Regions from separate parts of the Pan troglodytes genome. Here region 1 is linked to region 2. Evidence: chromatin contacts called from public Hi-C data. All regions are on one chromosome and are shown on one strand. The core of a region is the stretch at or near the end of the contact, and the rest is flanking DNA. Distances in the headings are between cores, read along the strand shown.

What was found. A called contact is a pair of places that touch in the nucleus more often than the background predicts.
Region 1: a contact with region 2 is called in a Hi-C map of stem cell-derived neural progenitor cells, with 1.9 times the contacts expected there. The contact joins two enhancer-like sites. A contact is called at or near these places in 1 of 7 Hi-C or Micro-C datasets (stem cell-derived neural progenitor cells) and 1 of 1 datasets of contacts at active chromatin or transcription factors (stem cell-derived excitatory neurons).

Annotation. Positions count from the first base shown.
Region 1 is chr10:11,452,400-11,458,618 of NHGRI_mPanTro3-v2.0_pri, reverse strand. It overlaps CCND2 (cyclin D2), which reads right to left. Exons shown (of 5, transcript XM_001156857.7): 4 at 1,810-1,958. Among named protein-coding and RNA genes, the nearest start is that of CCND2, 15 kb to the right of the region's middle. Within about 2 kb of position 1,413, at least 6 of the 24 cell types and tissues checked have an H3K27ac peak or open chromatin away from gene starts, as enhancers often do. A contact at or near this core is called in stem cell-derived neural progenitor cells, where this site is marked.
Region 2 is chr10:11,196,000-11,201,591 of NHGRI_mPanTro3-v2.0_pri, reverse strand. The region is part of intron 2 of LOC104001414 (a long non-coding RNA gene); the gene reads right to left. Among named protein-coding and RNA genes, the nearest start is that of PARP11, 150 kb to the right of the region's middle. Within about 2 kb of position 1,906, at least 12 of the 24 cell types and tissues checked have an H3K27ac peak or open chromatin away from gene starts, as enhancers often do. A contact at or near this core is called in stem cell-derived neural progenitor cells, where this site is marked.

The sequences.
Region 1 (6,219 bases), core at 164-2,663, 260 kb before region 2:
GATGAGATGACAGACTGACTTGTCTGCGGTCTTGAAAAGCCAAGAGACTTAGCAGCAACTCCCAGGAGGGAAATTTACACCACTGTCCACGTGAGATCAGTAAGGGGGGACAAAGGGAGGTGGGAAAAGGCTGGAGCCGGTAGGGTGGTCAGCCCATCAGAGCAGGTCTATCAACATCGGGGGAAAAGGTTACAATGCCTGGAGGCAGGAGGAGGGGGGTGGCCGCTCAAACTCCTGTCACTGACATTTTTGTCTCCAGGCATTGAGGAAGGGCTTGTCTTAAACTGGCTGAGAGTCCTATTTGTAAGTCAGCCTTAATTGGAGACATTCAGAAAAGGAGGAAAGCGTACCATTTCTATAAACGTTAAGTCCCGTCCACGATTTTTCTCTGGAGGATTAGAAAAGCATTCTTCATGCTGCACTGGAGGGAGCTTTTCAGTCTGTGTTCTGGAGTCCTCGTTTAAAAAGCGTATGTTTGGAGCCCGCATTTTAAAACCATATCTACGAACTATCTCAGAGGAGGACCCCGGATTTGCTCTGTCAGCATCTCCCTGCGCCATTTCTCTGAGCTGGGAACAAATGCCAGGAAAAATCCAGGTGAGCGGGAGAGGAGGCCAGCGAGCCGCAGCCGTGGGCTCTCTGTAGTTTAATCTGTTCAGTATCCCTTGTGCAGGCCTCAGCCATAGGCCTATAAATCACATGATCCCTTAACTCAATAAAAGCCCGCAGAGGGCATCTGAATCCCCCTGGACCATCCAGAGGGTGTCATCGTGAAGTGCCCAGCATTCTTCAGCCTCTCCATGGTGATGCATGAGGGCTCAGGGCCAACACCCCTCTCTCGGGTTGACTTTAAACCCCAGGGTTTTTTTTCAAACCAAAAGATCCCAGGAGCGGCAACAAGGGTGGAGTGGAAAGTTTCCAGGGGGCAGTCGGAGCCTGGGGGTTCTAGCCCCAGCTCAGCCACTGCCCACCCCGCTCCTGGCTGGTTACTTCGGTCCCTGTCCTGCCCGTGGAAAATGAAGGAATGGCCTCTCTGACCTCTTAGCACCATCCTGGCTCGGACGGGCTAGGACTGCAGCTTCCTACTGATTGAATTCAGAGGCTCACTTGACCCTGGTCTCTCTCAAAACCTTTCTTCTCAGGAGCTCCAAATTCTGGCAACAGGAAGTTAACAGCCTCTGGGCCGTCCACAGGGCACACAGAATGGGGAAGCTCCGTAGCTAATAATAGTTTCTTGAGTTTGTATGGCACTTTGTCTTTTGAAAGCACTTTGTAATCCATTACTGCATTGAACAAAAGGGAAGAGAGAGCGGGGAGGGGTCGAGAGGTTTGCCAGGGACGGACACCGTTCTCACAGTGGGGCACCTCTTGTGTGTCTGCTCCATCCACTGCAGCTGAGTCCTGGCTCTCCTTTCTCCTCTGTGCGCCTTACAGCCTCAGCGTGTGAAAGCAGACACGGCAGCTCTTCGCTGCCGGGCAGAGGCAGCCCGGCAGCGTGTACAAATATGGCAATGAAGCAACAATTCAGACCCACTGAGAAGCCCACGCCATAAAGGAACATCGGTAAACAGCCCTCCCACCCCCACCCCCTTCATCTGCTTGCTGAGTTTTCTTTCGTATTTTCCCGTGCACAGCTTTTCAGAACCTTAAGAGGGGGTGTCACCTGCTGAACTCTGCACTCCCTTGGATGTCGATCTTAGGAAACAAACCAGAAAAATACCTCTGACACAACATAATCAAATCCGTCGTCTCCTTCCCTGAGCTGAGAAGAGACATCTGGACTTAGCCAAGAAGGTGGTGGCCACCTACCACGTCTGTGTTGGTGATCTTAGCCAGCAGCTCAGTCAGGGCATCACAAGTGAGCGAGCTCACTTCCTCATCCTGCTGGAGCCCACAGATGGCTGCTCCCACACTTCCAGTTGCGATCATCGACGGTGGGTACATGGCAAACTTAAAGTCTGCAAGGAATGAGAGGCAGAAGGTCAGGGCACAGAACGAATTTGGATCCTGGAGCTCCCGAGACTGCAGAGACTCAGAAACAGGACGGCAGCAGGTCAGCGGCGCGAGTGACCCCGTGCCCTACAGGCATGTCCTCCCTCGAGTTCTTTCACAAGGAGCCTGTGTTTATTTGCCATCACCATGGCTGTTCCAGATTTAAACGAAGGAGACTGAGGCAGGGAAGGAAGACAGCTTATCTAAGCGCACACAATGAATGCACAGAGGATTCAAGGTCCCCAATCCCCAAATCCCAGTCATATTAAGCATGTCCGAGTTAACATTCTTGACCCTGGTGGGGGGAGCAAGGTGAGCGAATCATGGTCTCCTCTAGAGGTGATGGTGGGAACAGAGCAGAGAATGCCTGAGACCAGTGCAGACAAGGTACCCCATGGGCCATGCAAGCAGGACAGACCAGGGGCTCCAGATGTGAGAAGGAGGGAAAGTACAAGGAGGTGGGAGAAACGGGCAAAATCTATGCATACGTTATGCTAATTCAGATGGGATCTTGTCATAGTCTCTGGACAGGCATCGAGGATTAATATGACCCCCACCCAAAAAAAAAAAAAAAAAAAGATTTGATTTAAAAAAGGAAATGAGAGAAGCAGCAATGCAGGGAGTGGGCGAGTGGGGGCTGAGTTCCACCCAGTTCCCAACCTCTGGCCCAACAGCAAGAACCTTCAGAACATTAGGGCAGAGGATTCTAACCCTAACATAGGGCTCTAACTAAGCACCGAAGATTAATCATTGCATCCGAATCAGATGGGTGACTCGGTTTCGATGTTATGACTCATGAGACTGAAGGCCCCATTTTATTGCTAAGAGAAAAAAATGTGACTTGCTACAGGGAAGTGCAGAATGAGGATAATAAATCAGAGGGGCTTGAACCCCGTCCACTGCCATGCTAGAGGGCTCCTCTTGGAAGATCAGCCCCCTTGTGTTCCTCCGAGCACTCCTTCAGAGGGGCTGGGTGGCCATGATCCAGCAGCTGCTTGGTCCATCGAGGGGAAATAAAGACAGCCAACTTCTCCTGTTACAGCTGCTGACAGCTACCAATGACCACCATATGCAGTACGCTACACATTACGTCCTGTTTAATTTACCCATCAGCCACAGAAGATGCACACGAGCGTCACCCTAATGGTATGGGTGAGAACCCTGAGACTTTTGAGAGTTTAAGTTGCCCCTGCTCGTGTTGACAGACATTAGGGTGGGTATAGTTGCAGCCATCACCCTAGTGACGGTCCTGGAGTGCAGCAAGTCTTCCAAAGCGTACTCTTTCTAGTTTTAGCATTGCTCTAGTGAGCTTACTGTGTGTAGACATGGAAGGGGCACGTGGGGGCAGGAGACACAGCATACAGGGAAACGTGGGTCTCCCTTCAACTTACAGCAAAAACAATCAGGTTAAACCTACAAAAACCAGCCCCTCTCCTATTTCCCCTTCTTCCTGTACACGCTCTATTACAAACACACTTTCTGCAGCAGCATTTTAATGGTCAGCCCATTGCCCCAGCATCAAGTTAGCAGCATTGTTAGACACCGTGGATCCCTGAGCCAAGCACAGCCCTCCCCTCCCATCATGAACGCAGAGCAAACCTGGCCATCTGCCTGTCTCCTTGGCTTTTTCTCCATTGCCCTCTCACCATCTCCACCTCTTGAGGGACGTATATAACGGTGCTGCGCCCATGCCTGCTGTCCACCTGCCCCTCCTATGCCTTCCCTGTCACCACGAACAGTGTGACAAAGCCAGCCTCCCTGCCTCTTGCTCTGCTGTAGGTCTCTTCCACATGGGTCACAGGAGAGTGTTTCTCTGCCCAATAACCTCGTTAGCTCCCCCCTGTGACATTCATAACACAAGCGGGGCAGCCGGCCCATGGCCCTGGGCCCACAAAGGCCTGGGTGGGAGCATCTGCCAGGGAAGAGGCAGGCAAGTATCCCCGGCCCTCCCTTCCCTCTGCCATAGGCCTCAGACCGGGAAGCACACCTCACACATGCCCATCTCTGCTGTCCCACTGCTAGCAAAACCAACTCTTATTATTGGCATACGAATGAACTTCTGGAAGCCAGCAGGCATAGGGGGAACAGGTGCACCGGTTGCACAGGGAGACTCTACCTCCCTTTTTGTTTTACTAAGAAGATTTTCAGGGGAGTCCTCTTGGGGACACTGTCCAATCCCACAGAATTGGGGAGCACTAGGTGCATGAACTTGACTGCCTCTCAGCAGCTCAGAGTGGCACCAAAGGAGCAGTGTGTTCCCACAGCCAGAGGAGAGGAGCCGCTGGAGACGAGGACGGCGGCCGTGCTGCCCTCTGTTGCCCGCTACACAGGAGACGAGCATCTTCCTCGGTATCCCTGAGCGTGCCCCACCTCTCCTCCAGGTTAGTCAAATACTGAGGCAACATCAGCCCTCCAGCTAGGTCCAGACGTGGGACTGTGGGCAAGTCACTTCCTCTTTCCAAGGGCTTGGTTTCCCATTTGTCTAATAACGGGTTGGGTGAGATAAGTGTTTTTCTAACTTCTAGCTGCAACTCATTCATGGGTCATGAAATGCATTTGTGGGTCATGACCAGCACTTTCTGTTGTTGTTCTCCTTTAACCAAATAGAGTAGGATAGAAAGTATCAGGCTCACTGTATGTCATTAAGAGTAAATATTGTTCGGAGAAACTTTTGTATCAGTTTGATATACTTGTACAAGTATCCTGAGTTGTGTTATAAAATGTGTTTCTTCCTACATGGCTTAGGTCAAGAGTTTAAAGATAGTAAGCAGGATAACCTCCCAGGTGCCTTACAGGTCTACTTTGCTCTTACTTGAGGATCTGGAAGGGGAATGACTCCCAAGGAGAAGAACAATGAGGAGACAATAGAATGGATCACGGCGTCTACCAGCCGGCAAATTCACAAAGCAGCCCTCTCCACAGAGCAGCGCTACCTCCCCGTGGCACCAGGGCTGCCCCAGGACCACTCTCAAGGACATCCCCCTCTCTACTGGTAGGGGATACTGAACAGAGAGAAAAACAAAAAAATCAAACATCATTTCACCTGTGCGCTAGCTTCCTAGCTGTAATTAGCCAACCCCCACCCTCAACTGTGGAAAGCTCCACCTACCCAATGCAGCCATTCCTGGAAACCATCAGCTTTGTCGCTATGACAGGATGGAGAAATGGTCACAATATCCACTCAGAAGAAGGAAGCAGAAAACCAAATTGCATGCATGCATGCGACGATGAAGATTACAACCATGGGTAAATACATACATACATGCCTATGGATGAACTGGAAGGATGCACGGAAAATAAAAGCTGTTCTGTTAGGTGGGAGAAACACAGATGAGTTTGTAAAATTTGTACGCAATATTATTTTAACAAATAAAAACCAGGTACAAATTTCTCAGCAGTCCGTTAAGTCTCTTGATCAAAAATGCCAACAAGCGATATGCTGGTGCAGAAGGCACGCTCAGGGGTGAGGGTGTGCCCTCGCCATCGTTAATTGCCCACCTGGAGAGGTGAGATGCTGGTGACTTCCTGAGATCCTTCCTCCTGCAGCAGAGAGAGAGGCAATGAACCGATCAGCGATCCATTCTGATCGACTCATGACAATGTGCTCCTCCCTGTTCCAGGCAGCATGGAGGACTCCCCCCAAAATGTACAATATTGAGACTTCTTAAGGGTGGGCATCAATGCACTAGATAGCAGAGGATGGTGTGCTATAATGGCTAGGTCTGTACTACTATATGGATAACTTCTGAAGAAACTTCTCAAAGAAAGGAGGCTCTTGAAGGCTGGGCACAGTGGCTCACAGTGTAATCCTAGCACTTTGGGAGGCCAAGGTGGGCAGATGACCTGAGGTCCGAAGTTCGAGACCAGTCTGGCCAACACGGTGAAACCCTGTCTCTACCAAAAATACAAAAATCAGCCAGGCATGGTGGCACGCGCCTGTAATCCCAGCTATTCTGGAGGCTTAGGCAAGAGAATCACTTGAACCCGGGAGTTGGAGGTTGCAGTGAGCAGAGATTGTGCCACGCACTCCAGCCTGGGTGACAGAGCAAGACTGTCTCAAAAAAAAAAAAAAGAAAAAGAAAAGAGAAAAAAAAAGAAAGGAGGCTCTTGAGTGAAGAGGAGCATTTGAGACACTTCTCAGAAGACTCTCCAGGGAGATGGGAAGGATTTGGAGAGTAGACTCAAAAAGCTCCAAGCTGGAACGTGGAGTGCACGGAGCTTGGGCAG
Region 2 (5,592 bases), core at 657-3,156:
GTAAGGGACTTTAAGAGGTCAATTAGCTCAATCCCTCATCCTGCTGCAGATGAAAAGGAGACTGAGAATAGGCAAGTGACTTGCCCAAGGTCACACCCCTGTGTTAGCAGCACAGTGCAATGCTCTTTTTTACCAAACCACACTTCTCACACACAGAAGTAGCCAGTGCTCCAGTGGTCTCTTGATTCAGAGCGCTCTAAGAGTTTCACTCTGCCTGGATTTCAAAGCCCTTCAAAGGAGGGAGGGTGGTGCCTGCCTTATCTTTCAAAGATTCCCAAGCGCAGAGATTCTCTGGCATCTCTCTGGTCAACTCTTTTTTTTTTTTTTTTTTTTTTAGACGGAGTCTCACTCTTGTTGCCCATGTTGGAGTGCAATGGTGCAACCTCGGCTCACTGCAACCTCCGCCTCCCAGGTTCAAACGATTCTCCTGCCTCAGCCTTCCGAGTAGCTGGGATTACAGGCAGTTGCCACCACGCCCGGCTAATGTTTCGTATTTTTAATAGAGACGGGGTTTCACCATGTTGGCCAAGCTGGTCTCGAACTCCTGACCTCAGGTGATCCACCCACCTCGGCCTCCCAAAGTGCTGGGATTACAGGAATGAGTCACCGCACCCAGCCTCCGGTCAACTCATAATTTGCTGCCACAGTCGGCTAATCTGGTCTTCACAGTATTGTATCCCCATTACCAAGAGTGCCTAAGCTATTAACCCACCAGTAACAGGTGCCAAATTGCCTCTTCTTCTGCACAAGATGTTCGTTTAAAATCAAATTGCACATAAATCCCTCCAGTCCCAACTCACTTCCCTCAGCCCTCGGCCTTTTTTGGTCTTCTTTCCCCTTGATGCTCCCAATCCTGCCTACTGAGCGTCTCTAAGATGACGTTGGGAGGGGAAGCTGGGTGGCCTGGGGGAGCAGCATGGAGTTGCGCGAGCAGGCGGGCAAGTCACAGGGCTTTATCCACCCCGCGCCCACAGGCCCCAGGAAGGGGTACCGCGATCGCCTGATGTCACTACACTCATGGACTCTTCCAGACCGGCTCTCTCATCTTACAGATGGGGAAACTGAGGCCGGGAGTGCAGAAGGGGCTTGCCCAAGCACGTTAGTAAGACTAAGCTGGGAGAACACACCAAGTTTCCACACTCCCAGGCCAGCTCACTTCCTCTACTGTCCGCCTTTCCCTTCGCCCATGAGGAAACTGAAGCTTAGGGAGGTGGAGAGATGACATAGGACCGCTCGGCTTCCCCAGGCCGGGTCCAGGAGCAGAAGCGCGGAGAGAGGGGAGAAAGGGAGGCCGGGACCGGGCATTCCCCACGACGGGTAGATGTGGCGCACAACTCCAGGGGGCACTGCTCGCCCCGCGGTCTACGTGCCCCCCGGCCCTTTGTGCCCTGCTGAAGTTGGGGAGAGGGCGCAGGGAAGAAAGGGCAGGTGCCCTGACCCTCCAGAAAACCAGCCCCTCGGGGCCGCCCGGAGTCGGGGAGGCCTGGCCCCCGGCACTGCCCACGGCCTCTCCTCCGGGGAGACGGGGTCCGAATGCCTTTCCCCATTCAGCGGGATTATTCCTTTTGAATTGTTTAAAAAAAAAAAAAAAAAAAGCTGCAGCTAGCGAACCCTGCCTGACAACACCGAAGGAATTTTTCCCAGGGATCGGCCGAAAGCTGACTCACATTTAAAGACTTGCCCGAAGTGGTCATGCCCCTCTGAGCAAATACCACAGGCATGCGAGCACGCGTCCGCGGCCTCCTGGCGGCGCGGCCTCCAGGCGCGGCCGGCGATTGGAGCAGCGCAGCGCCGCTTCTCCCCCGCGCAGCCAATCGCAGCGCCGCGCCTCTGGGTTGCTAGCCGGGCCGCCGGGCGCGGGGAGGCGCGGGCGGGGAGTTGTCCCTGCTCGTTTCCCGGCCCTGGGCGGGGGCGCGGCGCGCGGGCGGGAGGCTCAGGCAGTGGGTTTCGGCCAGTATGGCCCTGGAGGGAAAGCCAAGGAAAGGGATGAGCCACCTACGCCGCAGGCCCTTTGAGCCCCGCGGTCCCTCTCCGGAATGTGCGCGGCGGCGAGAGGCGCTCGGCCTAGGCCCGGCTTGGAGGCGCATTGCTGCGCATCTTCCCCGGACCGCAGGAGCCTGGCCTGCGAGCCACCCTCGCCTGCCTCAAAACTCCGACGCCCGGCAGTCATCTCCTGGCCACCCCACCATTGCAGAAGGCAGCGGGGGGAGGGGGGCACGGGCTCATAAATCGCGGAAGAGCAGTCAAAGACCCTAGTTCGCAGCTACATTACAACCAGATTAACGTGCGATCCTGGCCAAGGCTTCTCACAACTGTAGTTCTTGTGTTTTGGGTTTTTTTCTCGTGTTTCAAATGAGAGGTTTGAGCAGGATCATTAGACTCCTTGGCGCTAAGATTCAGGTTCTTGTAAGAACCGAGATCCAGTTCTTATACTTCAGCCCCAAACAATTTTCCACGCAGCGGCCCAAGTGCTTTTCTCAACATGTAAAGGGCATCATGTCATTCCCCCACCTTAGAACCTCTGAGTGTCTCTGTCCCTCTCCATCCAGCTTTATCCCAGCGGTCTTTCTGGGCTGCTTGAAATTACTGCCTCTCTCCCCCAGCTTTTTCCTGCCTCAGGCCTTTGCGCATGCTGTTTCCTTCACTATCTCTTGGCCAATTCCTAACTCACCCTTCAGGTCTCCGCATAAATGGCACTTTACTAGTGAAGCCTTCCCTGTGCCCCAATCTGAATGAGGTCCCACTGCTACTCCCACGTGACACCCTGCGGTTTTCCATCATGCCTATATTCAAAGCTGTAATTTTCTAATTTTATTTGCTTACTATCTCTTCCACTAGAAAAGACAGAGGCCACTTCTATTTTGTACCCCATCAGAACAGTTAAATTATCCCCAGGTAAGTAAAGAATTATCATACCTATTTAACAGATAAGGCGGTGGAAGTTGAGACAGGTTAGATAACTTACCTAGGTTCAAATAGCCAAAGGTGTTAGAACCTATGGGCTTCTACTTCTGTCAGGAAATTGGATTATAAAATAATAGGCTTTCCAAGAAATAGCAAATAAATTGCTAGAACAGATGGCTTTCGCACTTTAGATGCTGTGGTTTTGCCCCTGCCCTTCAGGACTCTTTCCATACCAATGAAAGTTCCATTCCTTTATTCATTCAACAAATATTTATGGTGTATCTATTATAAGCTAAGCAGCACAATCGTAAACAAGAGATTTCCTTTCCAGAATCTACAGAACACTAGCTACACAGTACAGCCTTTTCTACCATGGAGCAGTATCCAAAGTGTCCATTTAGTTAAAAATTTTGCTCATCTTTTCTGATATTTTGTTTATTTTGGTGTCTGTTCTGATATGTGGTAGGCTTAGCCTACCAGATACATGTATATATAGATGTATACCTACCATATGTGTGTAAATATGTGTATATGCACACATCCTTTTTTTTTTTTTTTTTTTTGAGACAGGGTCTCACTGTTGCCCAGGCTGGAGTGGTGGTCACAATCATGGCTCACTGCAGCCTTGAGCTCCCTGGACTCAAGTGATCCTCCCACCTCAGCCTCCCGAGTAGCTGGGACTACAGGTGCACCCCACCACACTTGGCTAATTTTTGTATTTTTTTCTAGACACAAGGTTTCGCCATATTGCCCAGGCTGATCTCGAACTCCTAGGCTCAAGTGATCCCCCCGCCTCAGCCTCCCACAGTGCTGGGATTACAGGTGTGAGCCACCATGCCCAGCTGCCTGTATTTTTTATTGGACTAAAAAATGCATCCCAAAACTTGGTCAAAAAATAAATTTCTTTTAAAATGTATACTGCTGTTAGGTGGGGCACAGTGGCTTAGGCCTGTAATCCCAGCACTTTGGGAGGCCGAGACGGGCAGATCACCTGAGGTCGGGAGTTTGAGACCAGCCTGACCAACATGAAGAAACACCGTCTCTACTAAAAATACAAAATTAGCCAGGCGTGGTGGCGCATTCCTGTAATCTCAGCTACTCAGGAGGTTGAGGCAGGAGAATCGCTTGAACCTGTTAGGCAGAGGCTGCGGTGAGCCAAGATCATGCCACTGCACTCCAGCCTGGGCAACAAGAGCAAAACTCCCTCTAAATAAATAAATAAATAAATAAAATTTATACTGCTGTTTCTTTGAATTACCAATGTGATCTGGGTGCCAGTCATAGTTATCTCTAAAGGAAGATGCTAAGGCAGGGAAGCTTTACGCATGGCAAGAAACTTTTCTAGGTATTATCCCCTCAGCTGTGATTCAGAAGCTGGCCTGCCCTCACCCCTACGGGTCCTAGGTATTCCCTCCCATTCCCTCTTGCCCCTCTAGCAAGTCACTGTCCTTCCAAGCCTTATGCTCCTCATCTGGTCTGAATGCTTTCTAGCAGTGAAGAATGTATGAAGTGAAGAATTCCCTCACTTATTCAGCAAATATTTACTGGTCATCTGCTGTGCACTAGGCACCTTTCCAGTACTGGGACTATAATGGGAACAAAACTTGTGGTTGCTGTCCTCAAAAATCTTACTCTCCAATAAGGAAAAGGCTGGTGTAACCATCAGTCCACCCAATTAAACAACCACCAATCTAGCAATCACACATTCACACATAATCATGCACTGAACTGAGTGATGGGTGAGTGCATTCGTGTGCTAAAGCCTTGTGGCAGGAGGGATCCTGCATTCAAGGAACCAGAGAAAGCCACCCACGCCGGAGAGAGACAGGAGGAAAGGAAAAGAGGAGGCAAACCAATCATGCAGAGCTCCGGAGAACATGAGGACTTTGGTATAGTTCCAAAGAGCAATGGGAAACCACTGGAAGGTTTTAAGATGAGGATTTCAAGTTCTAGTTTTTACTCTAGAAATATCATTAGCTGAGGCATGGGGCATGAATTAAGTGAGGTGGGGAGAGGGTGAGGAAGAGTGGAAGTGAGAAGACAAGTTCAGAGATCAGAGGTGGTGGAAAACTGGATTATAGTGATGATAGTGGGGAAGAGCAAGTCATCAGATTGAAGAGAATTCATCCATACTGAACTGTCTTCAAAGCTCAGTTTTCTCATCCCTGACACATTTTCTCCCAGTAAAATGTGCATACCACATTGTAAACTCCAGCTTGTTCCAAGTCTACCAACGCTTGGCCTGGTCTGTGCTTGCTGTGCTTGCTCTCCTTCATTCTGGAATACTGGCAGAGTGGACGTGGATGCGGATCCACTGAACTGTAGGTCTCCTACATATGTCTGTATCTTCCTGCCTTCTCTCCCTTCCTGTGACTCAACCCACCATCTCTGTCCTTACCGCCTTGGGCCATCTTTTGGAGCATGTCCTGGCTTTTCCATGGGACTGGCTCCAGGGGAGGGATTGCTCTTGGTCCCTGTGGCTCCCCATGTGGTTCCACAGTGGAGGTTCAGAGCCTACAGTATGGACTCTGTGGGCAAAGCCTGCAGTGTGGACTCTGGGCAAAGCTGGTGGGGAGGGTGTGGCCAGCGTGAGGCCCCATTTCATTTCAGTCCTGTCCATCACTGCTTGCAGGCCCTGGGCCAATCTTGCCCCCCTCCTGCATATTGTTCCATGTGAGCCCTGGAAAT